Regions from separate parts of the Mus musculus genome. Here region 2 is linked to region 1. The links are chromatin contacts, called in public targeted proximity ligation maps. All regions are on one chromosome and are shown on one strand. The core of a region is the stretch at or near the end of the contact, and the rest is flanking DNA. Distances in the headings are between cores, read along the strand shown. Region 1 holds the start of Ak3 (adenylate kinase 3). Region 2 overlaps Ric1 (RAB6A GEF complex partner 1).

Region 1 (2,729 bases), core at 5-2,504:
AAACAGCAAGTAGTTCTGAACCAGTCATTTGGCAGCCTTTGAGGGGGCACACATGGTGTTTCCTTTAGAGACACTTTTCTGTTTTCCCGGTGCCCGGCACAAGGAAACCGTATCAGGCGGACAGTGGGCAACGTTTACGGAGCACTTTGTAGTTGGTCTTGTACAGGCAATCCACACACCGTTCTACTCCACACCAATCTCCTGCGTCCATTTTACAGATAAAATAAGACTCAATCGCTTCTCTTCTGCATCCGTTCGTACCTCACTCTCCCTCTCTGTACTTCAGTTTTCAGAGCCCACGCCAGGGCATCACTGCTCCCTCCCACACCTTCTGGTTAGTTGTTGTTTGGTTTTTCAAGACAGGGTTTCTCTGTGTAGCCCATGCTGTCCTGGAACTCGCTCTGTAGATCAGGCTGGCCAGGAATCCTGAGATCTGCCTGCCTCTACCTGGGTGCGGGGTTTAAAGACGTCTATCACTGCTGCCTGCTGGTTTGTTATTGTTTTTATTCACAGTACTGTTTCAAAAAGCCTTACTTCCACCCCTGGACAAACAAGCAAGAAAACAAACGGACAGCAGTAGAAACTCGGGTTTGTTCAGCATAGCATTCTCGGAGGCCTCTAAGTACAGTGGCACACAGTAGGCACTGGGTAGCTCTTCCTGAAATGAATGCATTTCTGAAGGAGCTAGTATGTTTGACCTCTGCGGAAGTTAACGGTGACAGCTACTTTTGGTTCTGAAAGTGGATTCAGGGAGATGAGACACATACTTCACTTGATGAAAGCTTCTGTGAGGAGGGTTCCAGGTCACCCCTGGAGGAGAAGGAAATGGGGTGAAAAGGCAGAGGGAAGAAGGTCAAGGGAGGATTGGTGTGAAAAGGTGGGGAACACCTGGTGAACCAGAGGGGCCGAGGGGACACAACACGGGGGCATGCTGCTTCCTGTTGGGTCTGAGCAGGACAGAACTTGGCTCTTAGAAAAGACTAAGGGTGAAAAAGGTGAACACAGAGGGGGGAAAAAAATGAAATCCAGGCACTCAGAGGTGCCAGCGGGAGACTAGAAGTAGAACGGGGTGCTCAGAGGTTGTCCACTGGGGAGAATGCAGACGGGCGCAGCCTGCAGGCTGGGACCAGGCAGCACAGGGCACGAGGGTCTGGGGATGCCAAGAGGCGCCGGGTGGAGCTCAAGGGAGTGGGGTGCAGGGGCGCGGAGGGGCGGTGCAGCAGCCGGCGGGGCGGCCCCGGTGGCCGTCGCTCACTTCCGGGAGAGCCGGGCGTCCTGGCCACCGCCCGCTTGCAGCTGCCAGCCCTCCAGGGCCGCGGAGCCTGTGAGCGCGCAGGCCAGGCCACAGACCAGCGTCTGCGCAGCTCGGACCACCGCCAGCCACCATGGGGGCGTCGGGGCGGCTGCTGCGCGCCGTGATCATGGGGGCCCCGGGCTCCGGCAAGGGCACCGTGTCGTCACGCATCACCAAACACTTCGAGCTGAAGCACCTCTCCAGCGGGGACCTGCTCCGCCAGAACATGCTGCAGGGCACAGGTGGGAGCTGAGACCGAGGGCTGGCGGCGTGCGATCGTCCCGGCGGGGCTTTGCGGGCCGGGGTCGAGGGTCCTGCGACGCGGGTGCAGCGCTCCCCGACCTCGCCTGGGGAAAGAGCCGTTGCGCCCCGAATCCTCTGGCCTCCGTGGGCAGCTTCGGGTAGATGGGGGAGGGGGAAGGAAAGGACTAGGAAGTTCAAAGACTGAAGGAAAGCCCTTGGCTTTGTTTTTAGAAGCTCATTCGACACAGCTGGCAGCTGCGGTGGGGGTCCAGCCGGGGGGAGCTGTGCCTGTCTCTCCACGTGTCCTTGTATGCAGAAGGCAGGCTTTGGCTCTGCCAGGGCTAGCTTCTTTTTTTTTTTTTTCCCTACACCCCCCCCTCCCGCCCATGGTAAGCTCCGTGGGATCTTGTAATTCTGACCTTTCTCTCTGCAAGGTCAAGTATTACTTATTTTCATTGCAGTCACAAAGTTGGCTTAGATTTTGATGCCCCCAGACATTTCTTAGTCACTAAAGTTGTCCTTGTAACAGTTACATAAACGATTGCTGTGTTTCTCCTTCCAAAGTCTTCTAACTCAGCACAAAAAATCTAGCCAACACTTTACAAAGGGTGGGTTTGTGGTAAGTTCTATTTTAAGAAAAGCATTTTTAAATTTATTTTTTGGGACAGTGTCATTCGATGTATTCAAGGATAACTTTAACTTAAGTTTGACATCCTCCTGTCTCAGCCTCCCTAGTGAGTGCTGGGATTCCAGGCGCCAGCCAACTAACAGCTGTAAACTATTTTTTAAAAGCTTGCACTAGATGTGTTTCTCCACAATAGTGTTGACCTTCAATTTCAAACTAGTGCCTATTTTGAAAATTCATTTGAAGCTTATTTACACAGAAATAATACCTGTTCAAGGTTTTAAAAAAAAGAAAGTAAAGGCCAGGGAGAGGAGGGAAGACAGAAATGTATAAAGTAAAAAGCAAAGTTTTCTCTTAGTCCCTACCTCAGCCCAGAACCTCGGAGAGAAACAGTCTATCTCCTTCTGGAAATGTCTTTGTGTAAAGCTCCTTCTTACAACCTCAGTGTATCAAGTTACCATCTACTTACTCCACATCAGTGTTTTCGCACACTGCATTCAGCCTGCCATCCCATATGGAGACGTTGTCCGGTTCCGCACTGCACTGCTTACCCTGTGTCTGCTGAAT
Region 2 (2,991 bases), core at 358-2,857, 560 kb before region 1:
GAAAGTAAATAACAGTAATTACTAAATTCAATAATTTTAACTAGTTGGTGAAATTTGAAATAATTTCAAAATAATGCTGAGGTTTCCTCTAAAAGATACTGCCTAAGAGGACCTCGTCTATCTCTCTAGTTTAAAAGGCAGGGATAGAGGGCTGAACTCCACTTCTAAGCTATATCTGCATTAGAAGAGAGGCTGTTTTACATGGTGGTACGAATTTGGTCCACATCAAATACATTGTTGTTATAAAAATAAACAAGATTTTATAAAAAATAACATTGCATTCCTTGTTCAAATTGCACAGTACAAATAAGCTATCTAAAGTAATACTGTTATTAATAATTAGAATTACATGTGATAGGTATGTGTTTAGTCTGAAGCAACTGAATATGTAGTTCTGCTTTCATAATGTATGAAAAACTAAAATTTAAGTCACATCTAGAAATACATAAAATATTTTTAAACTTTATAATAAAGAATTTACAAACTAATTTTTAGTAGCTGATAATACAGGATCCCACAGTCTATTTACATAAAAGCCCGTTTTTATTCAATTTACAAAAGCAATAAATAAGAAACTACATTAATTTGCACAAAACCTGTTCCGCCTCATGATCAGTGGGATGACCACTACTTTACAGCTGGGCCAACAAACCTGTCTTCCTCTATGACAACTGCTCATTTTGGAAAGAAGAAAAAGTCTTGTCTTTATTCCAAGAGTGAGTATAGTCATGCAGAATCCAGCGTAAAACCTTACACATTATAATACACGCATTAAAAATATGGACAGTGCCTTTGAGTATATTTACATGAATATTCACAAAAAGATACAGTTCTTTGATACAAAATTTAGTGGTGTCAGCATAATTGATAAGAACCCCCTCACCCTCTGCCCACATTGATCTAGTAGGAAATTAAGCTTGCTAAAACAGGCACATTAACTCACAGGTAAATAGCTTCCGTCATTCAGGACTGCTAGTCAACAGAGTACCAAAGCCAAAGGGTCTCTGTCCACTGACCCACACTGTGCAAGAGTAGGATTCAAAGGACCAATCAGAGTCCCGCTGACTCTATACAAGGAAGCAAACAAGTAGCTCAGTTACCTGATGAGCTACAGCACCTTAACACATATTTAAAAGAAAGTTAAAAACAAACAACCCACCCCACAAAAACAAAACCAGTCTAGACACACACTAAACCAGAAAATATATAAGCTGTAAGTAGTGAAAAAGTAAGCTCGCTTGGGGCAAAATAATCCCTCCTGTTAAGAATAATCCCTACAACTACCAATCTGTTGTAAATAAAATCAAAATATTCCATGTGTGCATCTATATACTGTTCACTACTTTCTATTGCAGCTTAAATTTTTCTTATGAAAGATGCTTTGATACCACACTTTTTTTTAAGGAGTCAAAGAGATTTAGAGGAAGAGTTCATTAAATTATAATACTTTACGAAAGAGTTCTGACCCAAGTTCTTTTACCTGTTAAGTCATTCGGCAGGCCACAATGACTCAGTTGCAAGCTGCTGTGACTAATACTGCCCGCTGTGCCGTGCTCACTGCTGTCAGGACACAGAACAGTCATAAGCCCCATCCTGAAGTGGCTCCTCCTCATCCGCCTGTGTTGTGTCCTCTTCTTTCCGGCTGACCACGTTGTTACTCCCAGGCTCACTCTGAGAGATGCTCCCATGGCTGCAAGAGCCTCTGTTCTCCTCTGCCCGGGGACTGGTCTGTTCAGGAGTCTTACCCACTGTTACTGGCTGGAAGGTGTCAGGCTGGACCAGTTCTTCTGTTATCTCACTGAGCTTCTGCAGTTGTGGCTTAATGATGTTTAAAAATGGCTTATATCCAGGGCTGAGTAAAGGGGGAAAAATTAGCTGTCATCTGCTATAATTCAAAAGACTTGATAGAGGGGCTAGCTAAGGAGATGGCTGTTAGTTGATAAAGTGCCTGTTGTGCAGGCACGCGGTCTTGAGTTCGATCCCTAGGACCCACCGACAAAGCTGGTGTGCTGGTGCTGACAAGACACAGATAGGATTTCTGGAGGCATGCTGGACAGCCAGCCAGCCTAGCCCAATCAGTGAGCCCCAGGTCCCAGGGAGAGATCCGTCTTAAACAACAAAGTCAATAGCTCCTGGGAAATGACACCAGAAGCCGACCTTTATCTTTTGCACATGTGCACAAGTACCAATGCAAAGTACCCACAAGCACAACTTGGTTAAGTGCACAATAAGAAACAAGGAACGAAAGACTTTAGACTCTAAGGGATCATTGCAAAGTATCTAACTTAAACTCATTTTGCAATTACAGAAAACCAGATCTAAGGGAAGAAAAGAGCTTCAAATCTATACTTGACTGCTGACAAGGACAGGACCTCACTCCCACCTGCTGCTTCTAACTGGGAGATGCTAGTAGCTGTCATGGAGCCTTGACATTTACATAGACTACATAACCTGTCTTTCTGAATACTTAGCCACAGAACTACCAATCTAAGTTCTAGCCTCATGACCACTTGTATGGCATAAATTTTAAGCCAGCATTATATGTTCACGTTATAAACTAACCAACATTATAAGCTATTCAATGGACAGTACCCATTCAAGAGCCTGAGTACAAATTGGTTAAAGGAAAACTACTTTAAAACATAAGTATGAAAGTATTTTTTAAGTTCCATAAACTTAAAACTGTCCAAATGAGTGAACTTTAAGTTCTTGCTTTTTTGGGACAGGTATCATATGCAGTTCTGGATGACGGGAAGCCTGCTATTTAGATTAGGCTTACCGCAAACCCACAGAGGTCTGCCTGCTTCTGCCTTCCAAGTGCTGGGACTTAAGGGATGTGCTACCTACCTGGCAGTTATAATGGTCCTAATGTGACAAAGCCATCATTCGCCAAAGGATACCATGCTTATTATGGAAAGCAGCATTCACTCACCAGTCTGTAGAGGCCCAGCGGTCCACTGCTTGCAGCCCTGATTTTATGTTCTGTAACAT

What was found.
Region 2: a contact with region 1 is called in a targeted proximity ligation map of pancreatic cancer cells. A contact is called at or near these places in 2 of 39 promoter capture datasets (liver and neutrophils), 5 of 130 datasets of targeted methods (bone marrow-derived macrophages, embryonic stem cells, large pre-B cells and 2 more) and 1 of 9 other capture datasets (adipose tissue).

The regions. Positions count from the first base shown.
Region 1 is chr19:29,046,486-29,049,214 of GRCm38.p6, reverse strand. Ak3 (adenylate kinase 3) reads left to right here and starts at 1,254. Exons shown (of 5, transcript NM_021299.2): 1 at 1,254-1,536. The coding sequence starts at 1,386. 1700018L02Rik (RIKEN cDNA 1700018L02 gene) reads right to left here and starts at 1,732. Exons shown (of 1, transcript NR_028360.1): 1 at 486-1,732.
Region 2 is chr19:29,602,722-29,605,712 of GRCm38.p6, reverse strand. Ric1 (RAB6A GEF complex partner 1) reads right to left here. Exons shown (of 26, transcript NM_001081319.1): 25 at 2,933-2,991; 26 at 1-1,852. The coding sequence ends at 1,564. Among named protein-coding and RNA genes, the nearest start is that of Ermp1, 44 kb to the left of the region's middle.